Regions from separate parts of the Sus scrofa genome. Here region 2 is linked to region 1. A link is a contact called in public Hi-C data. All regions are on one chromosome and are shown on one strand. Each heading gives the region's core, a stretch centred on a gene start, on an enhancer-like site or on the middle of the called end of the contact. The rest is flanking DNA. Distances are from core to core; before and after follow the strand shown.

The links. A called contact is a pair of places that touch in the nucleus more often than the background predicts.
Region 2: a contact with region 1 is called in a Hi-C map of liver, with 2.7 times the contacts expected there. The contact joins the promoter of TMEM104 here to the promoter of FDXR in region 1. A contact is called at or near these places in 5 of 5 promoter capture datasets (fetal liver, fetal skeletal muscle, liver and 1 more), 29 of 47 Hi-C or Micro-C datasets (alveolar macrophages, blood, brain and 14 more) and 2 of 2 datasets of contacts at active chromatin or transcription factors (alveolar macrophages and skeletal muscle).

Annotation. Positions count from the first base shown.
Region 1 is chr12:6,369,586-6,377,439 of Sscrofa11.1, forward strand. FDXR (ferredoxin reductase) reads left to right here and starts at 2,710. Exons shown (of 12, transcript NM_001244727.1): 1 at 2,710-2,826; 2 at 3,604-3,701. The coding sequence starts at 2,748.
Region 2 is chr12:6,456,157-6,464,010 of Sscrofa11.1, forward strand. TMEM104 (transmembrane protein 104) reads right to left here and starts at 3,423. Exons shown (of 10, transcript XM_003131226.4): 1 at 3,297-3,423; 2 at 2,520-2,666. The coding sequence starts at 2,564. NAT9 (N-acetyltransferase 9 (putative)) reads left to right here and starts at 3,584. Exons shown (of 7, transcript NM_001195360.1): 1 at 3,584-3,591; 2 at 4,508-4,593; 3 at 5,464-5,573; 4 at 6,108-6,251; 5 at 7,084-7,143; 6 at 7,338-7,432; 7 at 7,556-7,854. The coding sequence starts at 4,517. The coding sequence ends at 7,690.

The DNA.
Region 1 (7,854 bases), core at 1,460-3,959:
TTTATAAACATTTATTATGTGCCAGGCACTGTGCAAATCTCGGGGATATAAGAGTGAATGAGACTGGGTCCCAGTTTTCTGGAGCTTACCCTCTGTTGCAGGAGTTGACAACCTTTTTCAGTAAAAGGCAGATGGTAAATATTACGGGCTTTGTGGATGGCATGGTCTCTGTCGCAACTACTCAACTGTGTCATCAATGCAGGAAAACAGCCAGGGCTAATATGTAAAGAAATGAACATCACTGTGTTCCAATAATTTTTTTTATTTTACATAATTTTCACATGTCACAGAATATTACTTTTTACAGTGTTTTTTATTTTTTTTATTTATTTATTTTTTTTGGCTATGCCCACAGCATTTAGAAGTTTTTTGGCCAGGGATCGAACCCATGCCACAGCAGTAACCAGAGCAACATCAGTGGCAGTGCCAGGTCCTTAACCCACTGAGCCACCAGGTAACTCCTACAATGATTAAAAACCATTTAAGAATGTAAAAATGTTGAGCTTGTGGGTTGTGCGGAAACAGGTGGTGGACAAGATTTGGCCTGTAAGCCATAGTTTGCCTACTCCTGGTCTAGCAGGACAAGCCCAAAACACAATGACTTACTAAGAGTCAGAGCAGTGTTTATTTCGCAGGTCTAGGGAGGGGGAGTGACTAAAAGGGACATGAGGAGCTCCCGGGGTTTGTTAACCATGTTCTACTCCTTGATCTGAGTGGTGGTTACATGGTTACATCTTGTGATGCTTCAGCAGACAGTACACATGACTTGTGCAGGGCTTATGTTCACTATACTTTGTAACAAGAAAAATGATGCTGCTATTCCAGTTCTACAAGGATCAAGCCAGTTCTACAAGGATCAAGCCATTAGCCACTGCAGTCACTCAAGGACAATGCTCCCTGGGGGGAATTCAGGATGAGGAAAACCAGGAAGCATTCTGTGCTTTGGATATACTGGCCCTAGATAAAATTACATATCTAAGGAAAAATCTCAGTGACCCCAGATTCTTGCATCTTCCCATACAAGGAAAAGCACCAAAACCATTCGCTCAAGTTGTTCATTCTTTATGATTAGCAGTAATCTTTTTATGCTTTGACTACCTGTTTTTCCCAGGGAAAAAAAAATCATATATATCCTGGGCTCCTCTCCTACCTTTTTTGAGCAGTTTCTCAGAGTAATCTGAGAGGCCTCTCCTGGGCTAAGGTCCTCAGGTAAAGTACCCAAATAAATCTTTTTTTTTTTTTGTCTTTTTGCTATTTCCTTGGGCTGCTTCCGCGGCATATGGAGGTTCCCAGGCTAGGGGTCGAATCGGAGCTGTAGCCACCGGCCTACGCCAGAGCCACAGCAACGCGGGATCCGAGCCGCATCTGCAACCTACACCACAGCTCGCAGCAACGCCGGATCGTTAACCCACTGAGCAAGGGCAGGGACCGAACCCGCAACCTCATGGTTCCTAGTCGGATTCGTTAACCACTGCGCCACGACGGGAACTCCCCCCAAATAAATCTTAACTCACAACGTTAGACACGTGCATTTTCCTTTCAATCGACACTTGAATTAAAAAGATAATTAAAACAAAACAGTGTACCCTCCCATTGTGACAAAACGGCATCGGTGGCGTCTTAGGAGCGCTGGGACACAGGTTCGATTTCAGCCCGGCCACAGGGAGTTAAGGATCTGGCATTGCCACAAGCTGCGGTGTAGGTTACAGATGTGGCTCGGATCTGGCATTGCTGTGGCTGTGGCGTAGGCCGGCAACTGAAGCTACGATTTGACCCCTAGCCTAAGAACTTCCATATGCCGCGGGCGGGGCCCTAAAACACACACACACACACACACACACACGGATTTTTGCCTTATCTTTGATCTTTTGAGATACTGCATTACAATATTATTAACTTGATTACGAGGTTTTTGGCGCCCCGTATATTTTGCTCGGAAGGCCAGTGCCTCATTCACCTCACCCTACTCTAGTCTGTTGGACAAGGGTGGGAGACTGCCTATGTCTTAGTACAGACACTTGGGTAAGACCGTCTTCCTCTGTTCCCTCACCTATGTGAAAGGGAAGAGGGTTAAGCAACAAGATCTCCAAGGTTTAAAATTCTCCTAGTCTGGACCTGGACAGCCTTTTTCCGGGTCACACCTGTAATAACGCCCACCGTCGGAGAAAGCAGTAGCTAAAGTCTCGGCAGGAGATCCTTTTTCTCAGACTCTCGGACTCCGTAGTTATTACCCAATGGGCGAGGAGTCTCGCTAGAACCCGGCTTGTGATTGGCTAGAACAAAAAAAGAGCCGGGGTAAACCATCAAATAGGAACGGTGCCTAGCGTCATCAGCGAGCGACGAGAGAGCATCCAGAGGGAGTGGCTGAGTAAAGTAAGCTCCTTTCTAATTGGCTCTCTCTTTCAGGAGGAGTTGAAACAGCAATGGGGATTTGCTCTCCTCCAACTCTAGCTCCAGATAATTGGAGAGACCGTGAAGATTGGGGAAAAATTTATTAAGTCACCTGCAGCCCGGAAGTCCTGGGGGGCGGACCTTTAGCGGAGTGGGTGGACTGGGGGGGCGGGATTCTTTCAGGAGTTGGGGTGGAGCGGCCACACTAAGCTTTCCTCGAGAGGGGGAGGCGGGGCTTGGGGCGGGCCCGCGCTTGTGGGCGGGGTCAGGAGAAGGGCGAGGGAGGGGCCGCAACCTGCGCGGGGCGCAGGGCGGTCAGAGCGATCGGATCTGCAAGCTGGTTACTCTTCTCAGGAATGGCTCTGCGCTGCTGGCGCTGGTGGCACTGGTCGGCGTGGCCTCGGACCCGGCCGCCTCCTTCCGGGAGCACACAGAGTAGGAACAGGGCACCTTTAGAGCTGGATGGGAGAGCGGGGAGGCCTACGAGCGCTAAGTATAGCGGTCGGAGCCGAGCTGGGGCAGAGCTGGAGAGGGGAGAGAGGGGATCCGGGGCGAGACTGGAGGGGTGCACTCGTGCAGACGAGATGCGGGTGGTGTGCGGGGGCACATGGCGGCCTGTGTGGTGAAAGAAGAGGCTCCTGAGGTGAGACAGTGGTCAGCGACGGCGAGAAGGGGAGCCCATGATGTTCACAAGTGTGAGAAAGAGTGGATGAGGGTGACATGGAGTTCTGTGGGGCAAGAGGGAAGTCTGAGGCGAAACAGGAGTCTTTATGGGCTACAATGTAGGGCTCTGTGGAGAGAGGGGGGTTAGAAAAAGTAAAATGAGGCATTGTGGGGCGATCCACAGGGGTGAGATTGGGATGATATGGGGTCTTTGGAAAAATGTATATTCTTGCTGGGTCGGTAAGGACCCGGTAAGAAAAATTAAGAAGTACTGCACAGGGCAGCTTCGGGGGTGATAGGGATTGTTGAGTGGCAACTTCCGAAGCATAGGAAGTTCATGGGTGAGATGGGAGCTCTGGATGGAGACACAGCCCTTGGGGTTTCAGAAGAAGTAAGGGACCCTGCAAACTCCAAAGCTCTGAGGAAAAGGAGGAGGACGTAGATGAGGGTAAAGCCTGGGAAGCTCCGTCTTCTGTTTGACACTCAAGTTGGCTTGAGATGGGGGAGGGAGCCTTGATGTGACCTTCCTCTTCTGTCCCCCTGCCCTAGGCTTCCGCCAGCAGTTCTCCACACAGGAGCAGACCCCCCAGATCTGTGTGGTGGGCAGTGGCCCAGCTGGCTTTTACACGGCCCAACACCTGCTAAAGGTAAGCCTCTTCCTCCTGCTTCCCTTTACCATATTCACCTGCTGCTCCAGTCCTAAGGGCAAACTCCACCCTTTTGGGTTTTAAAAGCCCTCCTGGATCCCTGATGGGGAAGGGACCCCAAGCCCATCTAGATGGAACACTACCTGGAGTTCCTGTTGTGGCGCAGCGGAAATGAATCTGACTTGTATCCATGAGGATGTGGGTCCGATTCCCAGCCTTGCTCAGTGGGTTAAGGATCCAGCGTTGCTGTGAGCTGTAGTGTAGGTCGCAGACGCAGCTCAGATCCTGAATTGCTATGGCTTTGTTGTAGGCCGGCAACTGTGGTTCCAGTTCCACCCCCTAGCCTGGGAACTTCCATATGCCTCGGGTGAGGCCCTAAAAAGCAAAAGAAAAAGAAGGGACACTCCCTATATGCTTTGTCACCTACATTTGCGGCTCCCCATAGGTTCTCAGCTGTGAGAGAAGTGAGTTTGCCTCATGGTGATGGCCAGTGGTCCGAGGCAGATGGTGGGCTCTTCTTTCTTGGTCACGTCCTCCAGGGAGCTTATGCAGACCTGCTTGATGACTTTGTCCTCCCCATGTCTTCCCGTCTTCCTCCTCTGCCTCCACCATCCCCAACATCCTGCATCTCCAGGCCATCCCCTCTTCTCAGGCTTTCTGTAACTTCAGGTACCTCCCCGTGCTCTCCGCAGCAATAGCTCCAGGCCTCCCCGTGCTGCTAGTCTTTCAGCTGCTCTCCACCCCCATTCCTCCCCTTTCCTGCACCCCATGGCCAGGCTCTCAAGGTTATGGTATTGGCAGGCAGGGTCCCAAGGCTGCTGGTTATCCTTGAGATTTGCGCAGACCTTGGTGGGGGGAGGGAGGGAAAATCATGGGTTGGGTGGGGGGAGGGAGGGGGAGGGAGACCGAAGCTGACTAAGACATAGGACAATGGCCTTGCTCTGGAGAGGTGGGGGGAAAGATGAATTTATTAATCACACACACACAGAGAACCTAAAAAGCAGGGTGGGCAACCTCCCCAGTTTGCCCAGGACCTGAGGCTTTCAGTGCTAAAACTAGGAGGGTCTTGGGGAAGCCAGGATGAGTTGGTCACCCGACTGAAATGTGACCTAAGAACGCCTTCCATGCAGCACAGGTGAAAGAGCTAATTACGATGAGGTGACCAGCGCGAGCCCAGTTGGGTGGCGTCTGTCAGAAAGTGTTTCTGGAGAAGGTGTCTTTGAGTTGCTCTAAAGGAGGCCGAGGGCTCTGGAGAGGCCCTTCCACGTGTGGGGAGTCATCCAGGGGCTGACTGCCACATGGTAGGACAGCCCCGGGCTCTGGGATGGAGACCGAGAGTCTCCCTGGGGGTGGCTGGGGAGGCCCTGGAGGGCTTCGTGTAAGCGGCATTCTGTGAGTTACACCTGGAAATATGGTGACCGAGGGGAGTGGGCCTTCCGGACAGGATTCTCAGTCCCCGTACTTGCCCTGTGGGAGGTGCTGGGGGAAGGGCCCAGAGGCCAGGTACAAGCTGGTCCTGGCCCACACTGGGAGCTCCAAGCTGCCAGCTGCACTCCACAGCGGGAACATTTGGGACACTGGCACTGAGCTGAGTCAGGCCCTGTCTATATCGCATCTTACCCCATCCTCAAGACAACTTGCAAAGCTGCTATTAAGCTCCACGCTGGGCTGTCCAGTAATCAATCGCTGGACATTGACGTGCTCCAGGCACAGGCTTGGCCCTGAGAACATGGGTGTGAGCAGGACAGACGTGATCCCCTTGCTCAGAGACATGCCAGTCGAAAGCAGGGGTTGTGGAATGTAGGGAAGAGGCTTCATGTGGTGCTCTAGGGCTCTGGCGCACTTAACCCAGCCCGGAGGTGGTGATGTTTGGATTGTTGTCCGAAGGACAGAAGGAGCTGCCAGGGAGTTCCCGTTGTGGCTCGGTGGCTTAAGGCCTTGATGTTGTTTCTGTGAGGATGCAGGTTCCATCCGTGGCCTCGCTCAGTGGGTTAAGGATCCTACACTGCCCAAGCTGCGGCTCCAGTTTGACCCCTGGTCCCCAAGCCTGGGAACTTCCATATGCCACGTGTGTGGCTGCATAAAAAAGAAAAAAAAAAAAAAAAAAAAAAAAAAAAAAGAGCTGCTGGATGAGGCAGGGGGATGGGTAGGAGTCCAGAGGGCCCCAGGCACAGCGAACCGGGTGACAGAGATCCAGAGGAAAGACAGAGTGCTGGTGCCGGGATAGGCGAGTTCAGGAAGCTAGGTGTGGCAGGGTGCATGGAGAGGTGAGAGCAGGGGCTAGGGGGCCGGGGCAGGGGCAGATCCTGGGGGCTTGGACTCCACTGACCAGCTTGGACTCTGGCAGTTTCTCTTGGTGCTGCCACCCGCCTCCTTTCACCCCTGGGGGGGACTTGTTAAAATGCACATTTCTGAGCCCAGGAGTGAACATTTGAGAACCAGTTCCCCAGGGGAGTCTGCTCCTCCGATGTTAGAGGTGGTTGGCTTCGCCGAAGGATTCTAGCCGAGGGACTGAAAGCACCCCATTATTTTTTTCTTTTTAGGGTCACATGTGCGGCATTTGAAGGTTCCCAGGCTAGGGGTCGAATCCAAGCTACAGCTGCTGGCCTACGCCACAGCCACAGCAACGCCAGATCCAAGCCGTGTCGGTAACCTACACCACAGCTCACAGCAACGCCGGGTCCTTAACCCACTGAGTGAGGCCAGGGATTGAATCCACATCCTCATGGATCCTAGTCAGGTTCATTAACCACTGTGCCATGATGGGAACTCCCTAAGGCACCCCATTTTTATCTGGAGCTCTCTGCCTGCAGGGCAGACAGCAGAGCCAGGAAGCAGGGCTGGAGAGCCATAGGGAGCTGCTGGGGTGGCGGAGGGGAGGATGGAGGTCTCCTCGGATGGGGTTGAGGGGAGTCTGGGAGGAGCCCCAGGGTCCAGCTTGGACTCCGGGTGGATGGGGTGGAAGGAAGCCCAAAGGCAGAGGGGGAGAGGTCTGGAGGGAGGCGGGACTGGCTTTCATCTGGATGGGTGTGAGGTGTCTGGGGTAATCTGTCCAGGGGTCTCCAGCTTGGTGGCAGGTCTAGGCAGGAGAGAGAGAGTAGAATGTCATCAGTAAGTCCCCAGGAATGTAAGGTAATGGGAGGGGGCAGATGGAATATCCCCATGAATGTGTGTGGGGGTGGGGGTGGGGCTCAGATTGGAAGAACCTCAGAGAAGATTCTCATTACAGGACAGAGAAAAAGGGGCCTGGAAAAGAGCGGCCGGGGGCATTGGAGGGAGGAGAGTTAGGGGGCAGGGCCTCCTGGAAGATTCAAACTGGGGAACAGGTGTACTGGGTTTAGCCTCTTGGAGGTGGCCTTGAAGAGAGCAGGGTGACTCCTTAGCCAGAGAGAAGGGACGATGAGAGGGAGCGTCGGATTAGATTGTGTGTGGTATTGACCTCCAGGCTACGCAGTTTGAACTTTGTCGTGACAGGCAGCCAGGGAGGGTTTGTGAGCAAGGCAGTGACGTCCAGCCACCATGGTGGGCAAGCCCTGGGCTCATTTAATCTTGAGCCTCACGCAGGAAGGAATGTTCTGTTGTCCAGAGAAGTTAGGAAACATTCCAGCAGCGCAGTCAGCGGCAGGTGGATTGGCCCCCGGGGCTGCTGACTCCATAGCTGCAGCTCTTCAAGGGTATAATGTCAGAGTTCCTGTTGTGGCTCAGAGGGTTAAGAACCTGACTAGTATCCATGAGGACGCGGGTTTGATCCCCGGCCTCACTCAGTGGGTTAAGGATCTGGCGTTGCCATGAGCTTCGGTGCAGGTCGCAGATGCAGTTCAGATCTGGCATGGCTGTGGCCGTGGCATAAGCCAGCAGCTATAGCTCTGATTCCACCCATACCCTGGAAACTTCCATGTGCCATAGGTGAGGCTGTAAAAAGAAAACAATCCCCTCCCCCCCAAAAAAGGTACAGTGTCCGTGGGGCCTGGGAAGTGGTTGTGGCTCCACCTGTGGCTGGCACGGATGGGGGAGGCAGGAGGTGGGATGGGCAGGTGGGCTGTGGGGGCCTGGACAAAGGGGAGGAGGGGAGCATGAGGCTTTGTTGGGGTGAGTCCCATTGGATCTGGAGCATTGACTCGGGTGAGAGCCAAAAGGCGGCGGGGCGGGGGCG
Region 2 (7,854 bases), core at 2,173-4,672, 87 kb after region 1:
AATGCAAACCGAGCTTCCTCTGGTTCTCTGCTGAGAAGGCACAGTCCTATCCCTTGGGCTGGCTGACGTGCCCCAGCCGCAAGCCCTAGGAGGTTCAGGGCAGGACCCCAGCGGCCTCGCCCACACGTGTGCACGAGGCAGGGGTCACAGGCACCTTTCAACAGCTTCCCCAACGACAGCTGTCAAAGGAAGCAGGGCAGCAGAGACGCAGAAGCAACAAGGAGGCTTTCAGGCTATCAAACAAGCGCTCTTTCCTTCGAAAGCAACGGCAATGATCTTAGGCAAGACGTCTGGCAGGAGGCGGCCTCAGCGGCTGCCCTCTTGTAAGCGGTGACCCCTACTTCCTCTATTTGCATCACACGACCCCTTCAGGCCTGAGCCACTTGTGGTCCCCAGAAATGGGGAAAGAGACACACCTGTTCTAAGACCACTTATGGGGGTGCTACGGGCCTGAGCCACGCATGTCCAGCACTACTGTTGAGAGGGTTGATCATCCGAGGCCCTTGCGGGCTCGTCTGCTTGTTACAAAGAGTTTCCGCGGGATCATGCAGGCTAAGGCAAACGCCCCGACCCTGAGTGGAAGAGAACTCAGGACAGGGCAACGCAGAGGCAGGGAGAGACCCTGGGCCAGCAGAGACCAGGTCATAGGCGGATGCACTGCTCAGGGTCTTAGTCTCCTGGAGCGGGCTCCGCCCACATGGTGCTAAGCAGGGCAACTCAAAGCAGCATCTGCAGGCAAGGCCCACCCGCTGCCTCTCCAGGGTCAACAGATGGTGCACCTCATGCCTCCCCCATCCCTGGTCTCACTTGGGGCCAAGACCCACTCTCCCTCGATGGCAGAGTTAAAGAAATCTCAGGTAGAGGGCGTGTTCTCTGCTCTTAAACTCATCCTCAGCACCCCCGGTTGTCCCCTCACTTCTCTCTTCACTGGCAGGATACGATAAGAGAGTGGGCGTGGAGTCACGGCCATGCCCAGGGTAGGCCCTTGAGCACAGATCTTCAACAAAACCCAACGCATAGGAACTGGAGAGAAAAAGTGTTTAAAGAGCGGAACCCACTGGAGTTCCCGTCGTGGCACAGCAGTTAACGAACTTCGACTAGTATCCATGAGGACTTGGGTTCAATCCCTGGCCTCACTCCGTGGGTTAAGGATCTGGCGTTGCCATGAGCTGTGGTGCAGGTCACAAACGCAGCTCGGATCCCAAGTTGCTGGGCTGTAGCATAGGCTGGCAGCTACAGCTCCAATTTGACCCCCCACATGGGGGGAAAAAAGAGGCAAAGAAAAAAAAAAAAGCAGAACCCACTGAGGCGTTTAGGTCTCACTGCCCCATTTCCTGTGGGCACATGCTGACAAATGAAATGATTACCGAACAGCTGGAGGCACAAGAAAAGTAGGCCCGTCAGAGACTTTCCTTCTTAACACCCAGTTATAGAAATAACTCATCTCCTCGCCGCTAGGCTTACAGCTGTTGTAAGATGAAGCAGGAACCTGGGTGATTTCTATGGACATGTCCTTACTGATCCCAAGGAGGCTGTGAGCTGTTACACAATCCCACACATGACATGAGAGGGACACGAGTCCGCTCATTTCCAGGTTCAAGACAGACTTCCCTCATAAATTACAGAGATGGAGGAGGTGCCCCTGGTGCTACACAGGCAAGGCACAGATCCAGCCGGAAGACCTAGTGGGAGGAAGAGTTTGGACCTGCTGTTCTCAGCCATGTCTCCTTAGCTGTCACCCCACAGCTCTGGAGTCTGTGAGGCTGGCTAGCAGAAACAGATCAGGGATCCCCAGGCCAGAAAGGTAAGTGCAAAGCAGGGCAGCTGTTTCAGGTTGGGCACTTTCTAGAAGGAGGACTCTGGCTGCTTAAGGCAGTGCTGCCTTTCCTTGGGATCCTTGGCAGCAACAGGAATCAATCATTCGATTATTCCAGTCTTCCTGCTACTTATCCGTGATGTAATCGTGACCAATCTTCTACTACACAAAGAAGATAAACTGAACGTGTGTGTGCGAGGGGTAACACAGACCCAAGAGAGGGAGAAATCAATCATTCTAATTGTTCTAATTACAGACTGCACCAAACTGCATTGGAGGTCTCTGTGAGCTTTCTCTGCCTCTTACGCCATCCAAGACTATAAAAGTTGTGCAACTTAAAATTCAGCTAAGAACCATAGTGGTTGCAGACTGCTAAGATGAGCAAAACCCAGAGTCGACGGCCAACAGCCACTGTCCATAGGAACTGGCCGCATGGGCTGAAAATGGTGGCAGTCCTGAGATAAATACCATAAAGAGCTAGCAAGAGGCAGTTTGGTTTTCTTGACCACTCTCTGATGGACACTCAAACAGGGACCAAACCTGCCTCTCACAATATGGTCACCGTGGCTACTGCTGGATGGGGTCCCCAGACTCCAGCTCTGAAAGCGCTGGGCTCACAATTACAGTCCACAGGAAGCAGCGTGCTTCTCTAGAAGCCAGAGGCACCGATGTAGGCAAGACAGGCTCCCAAAGTAAAACTCACGTAGGGAGAATAGAGCTCTCCGGTCTCGGTGATTTCACCCGCCATTTCCAAAGGTGAAGAAGGGTCCCTCGGTAGCCAAGCTCCCCTCTGTGCGGTGGTGGTGGTGGCGGTGATGGTGGCGGTGGTGGCGGCGGCTGCTGCGGCTCCCTAAGAAAAGAGCAGGCTTCAACTTTCTGATGGACCTAAATGCGGGTGGGGGGATGTCTGCAGAGCCGCTCCCTTCCCATCGTTTAATCAGACATTTACAGCCTCGATATCTGTCACAAGACAGCCCGGAGGGAAGGGTCTCCCTGTATGATGACTGAGTGGTTTCTTTTAACTTTCTCCTTGCTGAGTAGTTTCTTCTAAATTTCTCCTTGCTGTGCAGGCATGAATGTATTCCAAGCCGCTCAGACTCCAAGTGATTTAGGACGCTTCAGAAGCCACTAAGTCTCACCCACTACAAGGGTCCCCTTTACACACTCTGGATAACCCCATTTGATGCCGGAACAGCGAGCTCACTACCACCCAGGGCAGCTAGTGACTGTCTGCCTCCTCCGCCTAGGGCAAAGAGTTGGAGGTTTTCTTAGGTCGCCGACAACCCAACTCTTGCCCCAAAGCCTCTCCTTCTTAACGAGGCCTCCACTCCACGTCCCCCGACCTGCCTTAGGGCTCCCCGCACTGCCCGTCTTCTCAAGAGCCCTCCTCCGATCCTCTCCCCCATTTTCTCCCCCCTCCTAGAGAAGCCTCGAGTCCGGCACGACCCCAGTCCATCCCACCCTCCGGCCGGCCCGACACCTGCAGCGCAGCTTGCTCCGAGCCGCCGCGGCCACCGCCTCCAGCCCCTGGGTTGCTGCCGGCGCCAGCTGTCCCGCACCAGCGCCTGCAGCGCGCATGCGCCCGCGCCGGGAGCCCACCTTTTCTGCGCGCGCCTCGGGCGGGGCGCGCGGCGCTGATTGGGCGAGGCGCGCAGCGCTGATTGGACTCCTCGCGGAGGCGGGACCGGGATTGGGCCCCGGCGGCTGCCGTCTGCGTGGCGGAAGAGGGCGGGGTGCGGTGCTACGCGCATGCGGGAGGAAAGGCCGTCAGCCAGGTAGGAAAGCGGGGCTGGGTGGAAGAGGCGTTTGACGCCTGTTGGGGACTCATTCTTCTTACGAGGAGTGGGTGTGAACTTGGTCGTCCCGGGGCTTCAGTGGTTGCGGGAGTTCGAGAAGAGGAGCCTATAACTCCTCACAAAGGGGAAGGGACTGAGGCCTTGGGCCTGTCTCACCCTAGCGCGGCCGGGGAGGCCCAGACGGCTTGGGGGGCAGGAAGAGGGAGGGCGGGAGCCTAGTGGGGTGGTCGCTGGGAAATAGGTTTAAGACAGGGCTGGAAATTGATTCTGGGTGGAGTCTCAAGACTGGGGCAAGCAAGGGGAATTTTGTTGACAAGTCTTGCTGTTAAGGTGTGAGGCATGGACGTTCTGGGAGATGGGGTGGAAAGGATGGGCAGAAAAGGCAGCCCATGCTTGGCGCCTTGGCATGCGAGCCCAGGATTGTTTAATTATCTTTAACCAGCTTGGTTCCCCTTCTTGCAAGGGGAGTCGTGTCCTCTGAAATGTTTGGAAAGAAAGACGGAGAGTTCCCGTTGTGGCTCAGCGGTAACAAACCCAACTGCTATCCGTGAAGTTGCGGGTTCCATTCCTGGCCTGGCTCAGTGGGTTAAGGATCTGGAGTTGCCCTGAACTGTGGATGCGACTCGGATCCTGCGTTGTTTTGGTTGTGGCTGTGGTGTAGGCCGGCAGCTGCAGCTTGGATTCAGCACCTAGCCTGGGAACTTCCATATGCTGCAGGTGCGGCCCTAAAAAGGGGAAAAAAAAAAAAAAAAAAAAAAAAAGGAAGAAAGAAAGATGGAGGTTCTTCTAATAACTTAGCCTCAGGAGGCATTTAGTGAATTAAGAACTGGGGCTCCCGCCTACTCTAAGTGGAAGGAAACTCAGGGTCCTGAAATCTTTGCCCTCCCCCCCACAGGCTGCTACCATGAGGTTAAATCAGAACACCTTGCTTCTGGGAAAGAAGGTGGTGCTGGTACCCTACACCCCGGAGCATGTGCCTAGGTAATCATTCACCTGACACTGGGCACAGGCCAGCTGTCCAAGGTACAGCGAGGAGGTCAGCCTGCCTTAGCCCAGTTCTCAGGGGTTGTTTTCTCTAAGAGGGAGAAACATTGATGTGAGAAGTAGTTACAGGAAAAAAGTGAAAACCAAAGTCACCCATCCCCCTGTTTCCTCCTTTCACCCCCTCAGCTTCCTTCTTGGCCTTTTGGCCAGGAATAATTGTATGTAAACCAAATGTGTGCAAGGAAAAAAAGGTATTATTTTCTCGTGTAGTTATTTATCAATGAGTACCGTTCCTCTGGCCAGTGACTGGGCTCGATTCTTAGAGACTAAATGTTAGTGTGTCATAAACCTGAGCCGATGGGTTGGTGTGATGTCTGCTGTTTGAAAGGCCGGGACTGAGTTGCAGGGTGGGACTCTGGGGCTTGTTGGCAGATGTCTGGTGGATGAGGAGGTTGGTGCTGTAGGCGGGTATTTTTACTTGTAGTTTTCCTTTTGGGGAGTCCCATTGCCCACCCTTGTGGAGGTCGGTCCAGCCTTCTTTGCGGAGTTCACCTTGCCACTCTTTCCCCTCAGGAATCTGAGGAATGTTTAGCTCCAGACTGCTCCCCCGTATTGACCTCTGAGACAGGAGAGGAAGCTGGACAGAAGGAACTGGCTCCTGCTATTCTCTTTGGGCGTAGCCTGCCTCTCATTCTCGTGCCCGTGGACTTCTGCTATAGGAGCAGTTTTAACCCTTTCTTGGCTCTGAGCCCTCTGTTGGCCCTGTGGGGTTCACCTCTCGACCATCTGTTTCTTCATCTCATCAAGTGTCAGATCGTGCTTCTGGAGAAGGCCTGCATGCCAAAGGCCATCCCTCCGTCCCTGCAGGTACCATGAGTGGATGAAATCAGAGGAGCTGCAGCGTTTGACAGCGTCTGAGCCGCTGACCCTGGAGCAGGAGTACGCGATGCAGCAGAGCTGGCGGGAAGATGCGGACAGTGAGAAGTGGAGACCCTGGGTGGGTCGTGGGAGGGTCATGGGAGGATTCCAGAGGCCATCTCAGCCTCCCTCCCTTTCCCATTCCCAGCTGTAGCCCTGCTGGGGCCACAGAAATTTCACAAAAAGCACTTGGGGAAAAGCCTGGGAGGTGCCTGAAACCCTCGTCCTCCGAGGCCCACTGAAGCCGGTCCCTGTGGCCGACGCTTCTGTTTTCTTCCCACTCACTGCACCAGGCGTGGGAGGATTGAGAGACAGGAAGGCATTTTGGGCTCTGGCTGTAAATGGAGGCCCTTGGCACCATGTGGTTACTGCTCTGACTGGCCGGCTCTCTGAGGATACAGTTGCTCTTTGGAGAAGGGCATTGTTTCCTGCACCAGGCAGATCTTGGGCTTGGTCACCAGCTGAAGGAAGTGCCGGCTCCCCTTCTCTGCCAGACTCAGGGACAGCAGAAGTTCTCTGGTTTGGGTAGGAAGGCTGTTCTCGCTGCACTTCTCTGGGGCGTGTCGCTGCTAACCCTTCGCCTCCCTCGGCAGAGTGCACCTTCATCGTGCTGGCTGCAGAGAAGTGGCAGGGCCAGCCAGGCCCCAGTGAAGAGAGCTGCATGGCTGGAGACGTGAACCTCTTCCTCACAGATCTAGGGGACCCCTCCCTGGGGGAGATTGAGGTCATGATTGCAGGTTCGTTTCCCCCCGCCTCCCCTGGCCCTGCCCCTCCCTTCTGGCCCTCAGATCTGCTGAACTTGAAGGCAGCCATGGCACTCAGCTCCGTGGGAGGCTCCTAGCTGGCAGGCTACTACCTGGCACCTTGTTAGCGGTGTGGCTCACCCCTGGTGGTTCACTGTACTCCCATGTCATCCTTAGCTGTGAACTTAACCTTGGATTTTAGGGCCTTTTTTTTTTTTTTTTTTTTTTTTTTTTTTTTAAGGGCCACACCTGTGGCATATGGAAAGTTCCTGGGCTAGGGGTCGAATTGGAGTTGCAGCTGCCAGCCTACACCACAGCCCCAGAAGCGGGATCCGAACCGCGCCTGCGACCTACATCACAGCTCACGGCAACGTCAGATCCCCACCCACTGAGCAAGGCCAGGGATCGAACCCGCATCCTCGTGGATCCTAGTTGGGTTTGTTTTCCTCTGTGCCACGACGGGAAACTGTAGTCTGCCCCATCCTGGGGGTGGACCGAGGAGTCTCCGGAGAGAAGTGATCCTCCCTGGAGCATCTTTCCCTGTTGGGAAGGAGCCGATCCAGTGCCTGTGTCCATCGGGGTCCTCAGCCTCTTTCTAAGGGGCTGTGCAACTCTCTGCATGGGGCAGCACTCCGAGCTGAAGGGGCCAGCTTTGGGGGCAGATTGCTGGGTGTCTAAGCCGTGAGGCCTCGGTCGAGTCATTTAAGGTCTCTGGGCCTCTGTCTCCTCAGCCACAGAACGGTAATCACACTTGCGAGCCCCCTGGGGCCGTGAGGGTGAAGTGAGCCGGGCACGCAGTGTCAGCGATTGCTGTCCTTCCTCCTAGAGCCCAGCTGCAGGGGCCAGGGCTTGGGCACCGAGGCCGTCCTCATGATGATGGCTTATGGTAAGGGAGGCCAGCTGGGTGGTGGGAAGTGCCTAGACCGTGGGGGGAGGCCCGGTGGGGGCAGGGGGCAGGCAGGCGGTGGGCGCCTCACCTGCAGACCGAGACCGGAGAGGTGGAGGGTGCGGGGGGGTGGGCTGAGCGGGGAGTAAGGCTTCATCCCCAGGCTTGACCCTCTCTCTCATCCCTTCCGAGAGGAGTCACCAAGCTAGGTCTGACCACGTTTGAGGCTAAAATTGGGCAAGAAAATGAACCCAGCATCCGGATGTTCCGCAGGCTGCACTTTGAGCAGGTGAGGATGCTGTGGGTGAGAGGGCGAGGCCCGGGTCTGGGCCGTGCGACCGGGTGGTGCTCTCGCTTGTGGCGGTAACTTAGCCCCCCACCCCCACCCCCCCGCGCTCTCTGGCTTCCGCAGGTGGCCGTGAGCAGTGTCTTCCAGGAGGTGACACTCAGGCTGACAATGAGTGAGCCGGAGCGGCAGTGGCTTCTGGAGCAGACCAGCCATATGCAAGAGAAGCCCTACAGAGATGGGTCCTCAGAGCCCCACTGACAGCTGGCCTCGTGGCCTGGCCACCCTGTGTGAACGGGAGTGTAAGACCAGGCTCCTGCCACAGGAGAATGGAGGGAGCCTCGGGGGCAGATACTCTGGGCCCTGCTCCAGGTTGGAAATCTTTTGGGGGCCCTTCAGACCCTGGGCTGGACTTGCTTGGCCTC